2 separate regions of the Danio rerio genome follow, and region 2 is linked to region 1. The links are chromatin contacts, called in public HiChIP or PLAC-seq maps. All regions are on one chromosome and are shown on one strand. The core of a region is the stretch at or near the end of the contact, and the rest is flanking DNA. Distances in the headings are between cores, read along the strand shown. Region 1 holds the start of rnf144ab (ring finger protein 144ab). Region 2 holds the start of sox11b (SRY-box transcription factor 11b).

What was found. HiChIP or PLAC-seq counts read pairs in DNA pulled down with a chosen protein or histone mark.
Region 2: a contact with region 1 is called in an H3K4me3 HiChIP or PLAC-seq map of gastrula embryo, with 3 times the contacts expected there. The contact joins the promoter of sox11b here to the promoter of rnf144ab in region 1. A contact is called at or near these places in 1 of 18 Hi-C or Micro-C datasets (an unstated tissue) and 1 of 4 datasets of contacts at active chromatin or transcription factors (gastrula embryo).

Annotation. Positions count from the first base shown.
Region 1 is chr20:32,636,873-32,642,543 of GRCz12tu, reverse strand. It overlaps rnf144ab (ring finger protein 144ab), which reads left to right and starts at 3,095. Exons shown (of 8, transcript NM_001002727.1): 1 at 3,095-3,219.
Region 2 is chr20:32,806,134-32,811,734 of GRCz12tu, reverse strand. sox11b (SRY-box transcription factor 11b) reads left to right here and starts at 1,282. Exons shown (of 1, transcript NM_131337.1): 1 at 1,282-3,938. The coding sequence starts at 1,306. The coding sequence ends at 2,412. The region is part of intron 3 of LOC137488661 (a long non-coding RNA gene); the gene reads left to right.

The DNA of each region.
Region 1 (5,671 bases), core at 1,846-4,345:
AAAGATATATTTTTTCTATTACACTTCTAATTTACGTGTTAGTGAAAGTATTGTTTAATTATACCCATTATATAAATTATAGATATGCAATATTGGCTGTTGTTTTTGAACATGTGATAAGAAATGTCATTGAAAAGAAAATAACATAGAAGCCATTATCTCATCTATGGTTAAACCAATAACTAATAAAATACCATTGTGAATATTATGAACCACACCACCACCGTTCTTGTTGAAGGACACTGAATAGACAGAATAAAAACAAATAATACTTCAAAAAACTGTTCTTCTTCAGAAAGAACTTCTTTCCAATGCACAGAATTACAAAAACTAAAATTAACTAAATAAATCTAAATAAAACCCTGCCTGGGAGATCTGGCAGAACAAAAGTATTCTATATAATAGTAAAAGATACAGCCCTGCTATTGTCATCTGCCTGCCACAAAACAGACACAAAGTTTGTTTTTTTTTTTTTTTTGTTTTTATGTTTGAAACTGACTTGCTGGTGCAGAATGTGGCTGTGTTGATGGTTTGGTGCTTGTGGAGGATTTAGCAGAGCATAGCTGTGCTGATTGAGGGGATTGATGCTTGTGGAGGGTTCACAGACAGTATCAGGAGAGGATGCTTTTAGTGCATGTGATAATACATTACATAGAAGGTTGCGCAGTGGCACAGTGAGTAGCACTGTCGCCTCACAGCAAGAAGGTTGCTGGTTCGAGCCTCGACTGGGTTCTCCCCATGTTGGCGTGGGTTTCCTCCGGGTGCTCCGGTTTCCCCCACAGTCCAAACACATGCAATACAGGTGAATTGGGTAAGCTAAATTGTCCCTATTGTGTGTGTGTGAAAGAAAGTGTATGGATGTTTCCCAGTGCTGGGTAGCAGCTGGAAGGGCAGCCACTGCGTAAAACATATGCTGGATAAATTGGTGGTTCATTCCACCGTGGCAACCCCAGATTGATAAAGGAACTTAGCCGAAAAGAAATGAATGATTATGCATAGGAGATGTTGACAGATGTTTAATATCTCTGCCTCTGCCGATTTCACTTTTGCACACATTATAACGTTACAGTATCAGTTTTTTTTTTATCTGCAGCACCACTGACTGTAAAATTCTTCCACAAAGAACATGTTTTTTTTTTTTTTTGACTGGTGGAGGACCAAGAAATGGCTCAGCAGCACTCTCACTCTTTTTCATGGTGCCCAAATGTATTTGAGGAGTTTCAAGTTAATAAAAAGTGACGGGAAGCTATGCTAAGGTTAACTAGCCTATAGCATATATCTTGCTGTCTGCAAAAGACAGTAATGTAGACGTACCATATAACTCCCATAAGTGCATACTATTCGACACAACAGCACAAGCATCATTTTAACCTTTATAAACGAACGTTAACGTTACTCTGTCAACAGTCTATTGTCTAAATTACCGCGCTAACAGAGCTAACGTTGCGTAAACAGAGCACACGGTTGCAAACTTCCCGATCCCGATCAAACTCCGCTACAAGTTTATAAACTGCATCTGGAACCCAATTAAGGTACAAAAATCTATTTAACAAAAATAGTGATGCAGATAAGTATTTTTTTCGCTCAGCCGAGCCTTCTCTGTCTGTATCTGTGGAGAAGATTGTGCCAGACACCTCCGCCCCGCCCTCCGACTGAGCGTCTCTCTCGCTCGCTCGCTCTCTCTCTCTCTCTCTCTCTCTCTCTCTCTCTCACTCACTCACTCACGCGGGCATGCACTGTGGTCTCATGAGGAAACGCTGCTTTTTGATATAGTGTTTTTCTTGCTCCCGAATACAAATAATTTTTCAAGTATTTGTTCGAATTAAGTATTCGTAAAAACACGCTATTCGTGTCTTTCCGAATACCGTATTCGGGTTCGGCTCCATCCTTAATATATATATATATATATATATATATATATATATATAAAGTAGGTCTAACCGTATATAGTCTTACATTTTTTTATTAGGGGCCTGGGACATCTAAAAGCTTCAAATTATTTATATATGTTGATCATTTCAGGTTTAACTGAAAGATAAAACTTTAATTTCACCTTCACACACATACTGTATATAAATAAAGCTGTTCTCTGGAACTTAACCTCTCCCTCACATCCCATATTTGCACTATTTGTTTATCATCTTACATGTACATACATCTTGTATCTCTCGTTCTACCTCAGAACTGTTTACTTCACCTCACCCCCCTCTCATCTATTGTTTAATATCTACAGTTATTTCTACTGTAACCTGTTTGTATTAAAATGATATATTTACATGTTTGCACTGAGTAGTGAGATGCACTTAAACTCATCACACTTGTGTTTAATGTATTGTACATACTATACATGTACCGTGACAATTAAACGCTTTCTGTTCTTTTCTATTCTATTCTATTCTATTCTATTCTATTCTATTCTATTCTATTTGATTCTATTCGATTCTATTCTATTCTAACAGTCACAATATCAACAACAAATAAAACAGATAAATAATGTCCAAAGTCTGTTTTCTTTGCCAGCAACATATGATGAATGAACAAAGCAATAATTCATCCATTCACGTACTCATTTACTACTAAACTTTTAAATTAGTTTAATTGTACTTATTTACTAATTAATTAACTTTTGTAATAATAATTAACTTCTGATTGATTCAGTCAATGCAATTAACATTATTTCAATTGTAGTTCATTTTTTATGAACTATAACTTCACATTTATAGCACTAAGGATATTTTAGTATTGTAATGCACAGGTCAACTTAGGACATCTATTCTATATGCTTTCTTTCAGACTCTTTGAACACCAGCAGGTGGCGATGTACACTGATCTGCCCATGGGTCGAAGTGTATCTGCCGTGTACTCACAGCAGTGTTGTCGCGTGGTCAGCAGGGGGCGCCGGTGAGCGCTAAATCTGATCTCCCAGAAATAATAACAGTAGATCGGTCGCGTTTCAGCAGCAACCGCGCGCGTCTCCAAGCGCAGTCAAATGGCGCCTCTCCAAACAGCCCGAGCGACCAGTCCGACCAGCTGATGTTAATTAGAGCATAAACCGCTTCTGTAACATAATCACCTCTTAATGTGATGTGATTCTGTGCGCTATGATATCACGATTTATCTGCTGCAAATGCGGACGTACAGGAGGACATTGCGCTCAGTTGTACGTGGAGCTGATGTTATTCCAGTAACGGATTGACTGTTACATACATTCATCCTAAGGTAAGAGATTAATAGAGCGTCATATTTTAGTGATGTTACTTGTTTAAACCAATCCGACGTGGCAGCAGAGATTTGTTTTGGTTAACGTTACGGCTATGCTTGCTTTAGTGAATGTAGCAGACGTTGTCATTTTGTTACACGCAATATGCTGTAACGTTAGATATGTTTTATCTGTTGGGTTATTTCTACATGTTGAGAAGCTTAATTTATACACTTACTCCAAGGAAACTCCCATATACGTTATTATACGTGTCATTTTTATGATGCTGGCTACAGAACAACAGGTTTCCCTATAGGGCTTTTCCCACCAGTGGCTGTAATACAAGTTACTGTATAAGAACACATTAGAGGTTACAACTACTGCTTTTAGTGAACCTACATCTTGTTTACTGACTCCAAGGACACTCTGAAAACACGAAATCATGCGCCTTTCTTTCCCAGGATATGGCTCAGTCAAAACATGACCTTTCTCAGTGTTTGTGGGAGTTGTTCTTAATTGTTTGTTGTATAATGACTGATGGTCTATGGTTAAATCATGTACAGAAAATATTTTCCAAATTGATTGTTTGCTCGGAAGTTTGATGAATTATTTGATAAATGTGAAATGACCCTTTTTAATAAACCCATTGACAGTAAAGCCTATCTATCTATCTATCTATCTATCTATCTATCTATCTATCTATCTATCTATCTATCTATCTATCTATCTATCTATCTATCTATCTATCTATCTATCTATTTATTTGTCTGTCTGTCTGTCTGTCTAATTCTATAGTTGGGTCTTTTAATAGATTTTGTTAGTAAAATATTGTTGTGTATTTTATTTTAGTATTTGCATGTCTTTATTTGATTCATATTTTTAATTACATTTTATTAGAAACTTTTGTTTTAGTACTATATTTATATTTATCTTGATTCATTCAGTTTTCAAATTCAATTTTATCATATTCATCCTGATGACAGACATTATGTTGCAGTAATCTCAGAAAAAGTTTGTTCCTTTGTACAATTTGGCTGGGCATTTTGGCTCTTTATTGAAACATTGAGTGTTTTGGGGGCCTGGATTTTCAAAGTTTTTGAAAATATTACTGTTATTGTCAAGTTCAAAAACACGAATTTGTTAAAACTTACAAGCGTACATATCATGCCTTCTGTCTATTCCATGGTGTCCACGGGGTCTTAAAGTCTTAAAATGTCAAAAATCTAATTTTAGGCCTTTTTACTGAAATATTGTGTTGAAATATTGTGTCTTAATTCACTTTAAACGGGTCTTAATTTCTAAATCTAAAGCTGAATAAAATAAATCTCAGCTAGTCAGCTTAATTTTCTTACATCCATGTAAAGCTACCCAATTGGACTAACACCTATCTAATCACTTATATTCCATCTCAATTAAAGTTTTTGCACAAGTTTATTTGTTAACTTTATTTGCCAATATGGTTTAATTATCTTAACACTTGTTTTTAATGGTTATTTAAATGTTTTAACTGGGCCAATAGAAAAAATCATTTGCATATAGCCTTGTGTAAGTCTGAAATTTCTTTCATAATGGTGTGAAAAAGGTCTTAAAGTCTTAAATTTGACTTGATGAAACCCTATATTCACATTCACATGTTCATGACAACTAAAATGACAATTAGTGAACTTTTGTTGTGTTTTTAGAGTTTCTTTTTAAGTGGTATGCACCAACTGCCTGTCCGACATGCGTAATACAATGCTTTTAGTTGTTTTAGCAGATCTATGTAAACGCAAAGCTTGATGACAGTATTGTCATGTATGTACAAACTTTTGCTAAAACTAAAAGGAACAAATACATTATTGTTTATTAGTCATGGGCCGATAAAAGATTCTGACGGTATGATAATCTTGGATAAAAATATCACAATTCTACGGTATTGTGATTACTGCTCTAAAATATGTGCTTTTTAAATGTCTGGGTAAAAAACAAAAAATTATTTTGAACACGATATATTTTAATTTGGGAAACATTCACAATATTCTGAAGCAGTAAACATGTCAGGCTAAATAATTCAAATGAATCCTTGTCTTCTGCACTCTTTATTGTCTTTAAAAACAGATTTATTTACAATTTAAAACAGCATATGTGGATATAATTTTAGGCTGGAGATACTGTTGTCCTAAAACACAAAAAAAATGTAAAAAATCTTACATGTACCATATGAACGGTATAACAGAAATGTTGACAGTTTTAAAACCTTGACTTTTTCAAACCACGGTAAACCTTAAAAACGGTTTTCGTCCAATCCTGCCTCTAGTCATAAGAGTGTTTTAAATCCTTCCTAAAGAATTCTTCATATTTCCAAAGTCTGACAATGTCCTGTATTTTTAAATAGTCATCAGTGGACTGTAGAAGAGCATGCCCGAGTTGGATAGGTGCCCTCTTCATCTGTATAGACTGCTGCAAAGCCTCTCAGCTTAGTATGACTCGACT
Region 2 (5,601 bases), core at 33-2,532, 170 kb before region 1:
AAAAAGGGATTGATTCCCATACTGTTTGTTGTTATAGAAAATTCAATACTTTAATTCTTTCTAATTTGTGATTTTAAATGAAAATTAAAAATGTTTGTCATCATTTACTCAACCTTGTGTAATTTTTAACTCAAGAAATTTGTTTATTTTCAGAAAACAGATTATGTATTTATATAAATCTGAGAGATTTTTGTCCCATTGGAAGTATATCCACCCAAAATACTTGATGCTTTAAAACAATCAAAAATAAAGTACAAATAAATCCCTATTTAGCCTTTATTCACATATAAACACGGATCAAACTAAACAGCTTCTTTATGAATGTTTTTAAGAATCAGAATTGGGTGAATCTCAGTTCTCATTTCATTAAAATATCTTAATTTGTGTCCTGAAGACAAAAAAAAAGCTCTTTTGTGGGTTTGAAATGATATGAGGTTGAGTAAATACCCTATAAATCAACCCTTTAAATCAGGTATGAGGTAACATCATGACGTATTTATCTTTCAAAATTGATTTTTAGTGTAAAAAAAATATAAAACCATTTTGAGAAATGTTTACAGGACTACAAGAATTACATAATAATCAAAAGCAGCCAGGCAATTTGTAAGTCTATATTTCAAATGCAGATACACTAAATGTTTATCCTCTCACTTTATCTCTATCCCCTCGCTCTGAACGATCCGCTGTTCATTCAATATGCCTGTCTCGCACACGTAATGAAAATCCCACCCACAGGCGTGCTCACAAATGAAATCTTGGGCTGTGTACTGAGGTAGGATGGCAACAAGGCATGTCCGAATCCACTATCTGAACTGCATGCTGTGAACTAAGATGTCAGCTCTTTGAAGAAAACATAGATGTATAATTTACTTTTTTATATTACAATCCCTCATGTGCAAAAACAAATAAATGTTCATTTAAAAAAAAAAAAAAACATAACTCAATTTGCACTACGCAATAAGCCTGGCACTCACTTAATATTTGTTTGGTTAATTATAAAGCTGGCTTAAATTTGTTTTAGATCAGTAAATACATATTATGGTGCCACAGTAGCCTGTCATTTGGTTATAAAGGCACCACTTAAATCATTGACTAGCAGTCTAGTCTACTCCGGCAGCGAAGGGTTAAGAACGTCTAGGCTTTGGTGGGAGGAGACGCGGCACGCTATTGGATAATCATACGTGACGTAATCGACATGAAAAACCAAGGAACTAGTTAAGAAGGCAGTCGGTAACTTTGAAAAGAGGTTTGACTTGGAGTGCGGCAGCTGCTAGAGTCTATCAAGAGGGAAAAGTGTGTTTGAACATGGTGCAGCAGACGGACCACAGCGAGACGGAGAGCAGCGTTTCGCGAGAGACCACAGACACCGAGGAGAGCGAAATGATGGCTTGCAGCCCGGTGCCACCGAAACCGGACTGGTGCAAGACAGCCACCGGCCACATCAAACGACCCATGAATGCGTTTATGGTATGGTCCAAAATCGAGAGGAGAAAAATCATGGAGCAGTCTCCAGACATGCACAACGCAGAGATCTCCAAAAGGCTGGGGAAGCGGTGGAAAATGCTGAAGGACAGCGAAAAGATTCCCTTTATCCGCGAAGCCGAGCGGCTCCGGCTCCAACACATGGCTGACTACCCCGACTACAAATACAGACCCAAGAAAAAACCAAAGCTCGACAGCTCCTCAAAACCAGCAGTGCAGTCGCCGGAGAAGATTAGCAAAAGTGTCAAAGCAGCCGCAGGGAAGAAGTGCGCCAAACTCAAGCCCAGCAAACCGGGGAACATTACCGCCAGAGCATCCACACAAGACTGCAGATTCAACTATGTTTTCACAAACTTAAAAGTGACCAAGTCTATCAAAAGGGAACTTACTGACGACGAAGACGACGACGACGATGATGATGATGACGACGACGAGGAGGATGACTACGAGGACGAGGAGCACATTAGGCTGCACAACGTCCCCGCGAGCCCCACGCTGAGCTCCGCTGCGGAGTCCGAGCATGGCGCGAGCATGTACGAGGAGTCCCGGCACACGAGCGCGACTCACGGCAGCAGACTGTTTTACAACTTCAAGAACATTACCAAGCAGAGCGCAGCTTACCCTGCCTCGGTGTCACCAGCATCTTCTTTCAGGTCAGTCTCCTCTTCGTCCAGCAGCTCCAGCGAGGACTCCGACGACTTGCTGGTGGACTTCAGTTTGAACTTAGCGGCGGGCTCTCACACCGCGGACTTGGGGAACACTTCAGGAAACCTTTGCCTCTCTCTGGTGGATAAAGATTTGGACTCGTTCAGCGAGGGCAGCCTCGGTTCTCACTTCGAGTTCCCGGACTATTGCACTCCCGAGCTCAGTGAGATGATCGCGGGAGACTGGCTGGAGGCGAACTTTTCAGACCTGGTTTTCACTTACTAACTGACAAACTCCTCCATGACCAAGGAGGCATTGCGCATCTTCAGGTTATTTTTTGACTCTGCCTCGGTGGTTGTCCCGGTTTAGACGGAGGAACGTGCGTTACGAGACGCGTAACGTTAAGAAAAAAAGTGACAACATGGTCCAAACATTGACTGTGCTGTGTGTGTATGGCAAGCTCTTTTAACATTTACTCCTTGAAACTGCACGGTATGGTCTTATTTGACCATCACTCAAATGCCAGTGAATGACACACAAGGATTTATTTTATTTCTAGTACTTTAGCGAAAACACTTTATTCCTTTGCTGCTAGTCACTATCACTTATGGCAAGTAACTCTTGTGCTATTAATTTTAACAAATTGTAACATGTTTTCTCAGCTGATTGAAATGTTATTGCTGGCACATTCTCCAATTTTGCCTGTACCTAATACTACTAATAATATTAAGCCATTCCATTTGGTACTAATCTAGTATAGTGACCTGAAGAATTAAATTATAGGGTATTATATAAATAAATTGCTAGTGAATTTGAGACACTAACCACTATTGAATCACTAATAAGTACAAGTCACTTGAAAAAAATTAATGCTAGTTAGTTAGAAAGCAGTAAATGTTAAAGTAGCTTGCCATAATGTGTGGTTATTCTGTGGGGTTGCAGTGAAACTGCTTAAACTGTGGTGGAGCGCAAAATGTAAAATCTGAACTATGCATTCCCATCCCACCCGTATCTCTACAGGGAGCTGGCAAATGGCTGCTTGACTGAATGGAGGCAATTCTGAAACACTGTTCAGGATGGAACTTTTTCTGAGGTCTTATGTAATTTCTGTACGTCACAAATGTTTCTTTTTTTTTCTATCCGGTTCAGTTTCCCTCCAAGTATGGGGATATTTTACGCAGATAACCACTCTAGAACACACAGGTATGGCAGGAAGCATTTTGATACATGACCAACATACCTCATCTTTTTAAAAAAAAAAAAGTAAAATATTTTCTGGCATATTTTTGTACAGTTAAAGGGAATGTTCTTACTGTGCTTTAAGTGAGGTTTCTTCAGGCACTTCAACCCGGTTTCATTTGTAAAAGCATGCAAGAATTAAACTGACAAGTCGACTTGCATTTAAATGCCTGGTTATTATTTTACTCAAGGCAAGTGTACAGCTGTAGATCTGAAGCGTTTCTATAGGGAAAATGTACAATGGAATTGGGGGAACACATGAGCCTCATTTCTGGTACTAGATTGAAGATTGTATATGTTCTGTAATATAGTAAAGCTAGGAGTTTATGTATATCTGTGTGAATGGGTCCCAAATAGCAGGTGTAAAACTGGATTTTGTATTGCTTTATTTTATTTTTTTGTTTAGTTTTTGTTTGTTGTTTTTTTCCATCATAATGGCACATTGTTTTTTTTATTTTATTTTGTGCAATATACTCCCAAAATGGACCATCTGCGTTTTGTAGCAAAGGAAATGAGTTACATGTCGTCATGCTGAAGTCTGTATCTGACACAAATAAATCAGCTGGAACTGATAAGAAAATGTATGTCTGGTTAATGGTGTGTGTGTGTGTGATCAAAGCAAGCATATTTGTGATTTTTCCATTCTGCTCCTTCAGAAGGATTTGTGTTTCCAGATGCATGTAAACATTTCCCACCCGTTCTCTCAAACCGAGTTTTCTTTTTCCTTTAGACTGGGGGAAAAAAAAGATCTGCTCCTTTAAGAAATCAAACCTCGCGCTGCCTATGGAGCCCTTTTTGATTGGTTTAACTATAACCCCCTCCTTAAAGTGTTCCAATGGGCTCTGCCCCTTTTTTTTCTCCTTTTGAATTGCATTCATTCAACTCTGCAAGACTAACTGCCCAGCCTGGTAAGATGAATTCTGCCATGAAAGTGGCTGAAAATTTTTTTTACAAGCCTCATTTGCTGCTTTTTTGCACTGGTAAAGCAGACTTTTTTTATTTGCTGGCTTACATTACACTAAATCAAAGATTATTCAAATGGAGAAATACAGGCCTGCTCCAGCACTGCATGCTAATAACGATTGTGTCATTGCAGTCAGGCTCTGTGTGATGCAATCTTACCTCAGCCTTTATTGTAGTGAGTGGCACAGGATCTGCTAATGGGCTGTAGAGCTGTCATGCTTCTGGCACTCAGTATCTATTTCTGCATAACTCATGAGTTGTGCCACCCAGTCCAAACTGAAGGTGTGTGGGTTGTAGGATTAGTTTACACTCACGGTAATGATCAAATCATTGTGTTGTTGCTAGCTGGTGAAGGCCATTTTCAGCAAAAAAAAAAAAAAAACTAAATTTATAATTCCAAAGTTTTGATGCTTGATCTTTGATTACATTTTGCTTGACGTTTGACTGTTAATATCCTTAGGTTGTTGACAAAGGTCTAGAATTTGTCCCATACATTAGCTCATTTGTCCATTTTCACTGCTATGCCGTCATATATTGTAAAAAATAACCCATTGAAAAAGGCTTTAAGACCAAGCTAAAAAAAAAAAAGAAATGTGAAGCTCTAAATTACTATTATGTTTAAATTTTTATTATGTAAATGGCCAAATTCTGACTGAGGAAAGTTTATTGTGCTGGCCAGTTTGTTATTTGCGTAATAAATTACAATAGGCTGCAATTTTGTAATTTAAAACTTTCCTAACAATATATGATGTAATAAATTTGTATTTAAAACAAATATTTGTCATCTTTGTTTATTCTAAATATTTAGGAAATATGTTTGGTTATGATGACCGTCCAACAAGCTAATTCAGCTAGAAATTTGTGCTTAAAATGTCATCTAAAATGTCTCATAATTAAATAGAAAATGAGGCAAATAATTGCAAAAAGGTCACTTTTTGAGAACAACACACACACACACACACACACACACACACACACACACACACACACACACACACACACACATCCCTTTTGCTAGGCTGGCTACAGGCCTGGATTTACAATTTATTGAAACATGTTTGATTAAAAAGTAGTTTGGATTTTATTCTATAAATTTTTCTATTATTAATAATGAATAAAGAATAATATTTATAAATAGAAAATAATTCAATAAGTTGTTAATATTTCTTCCTATTGAAAACAAAATCTCTATTTTTTTTACATAAAAAAGATTGTATATATAGTTTTTTGTACAACTGTATATTATTAATTTATCAACAATGTATTAACTTT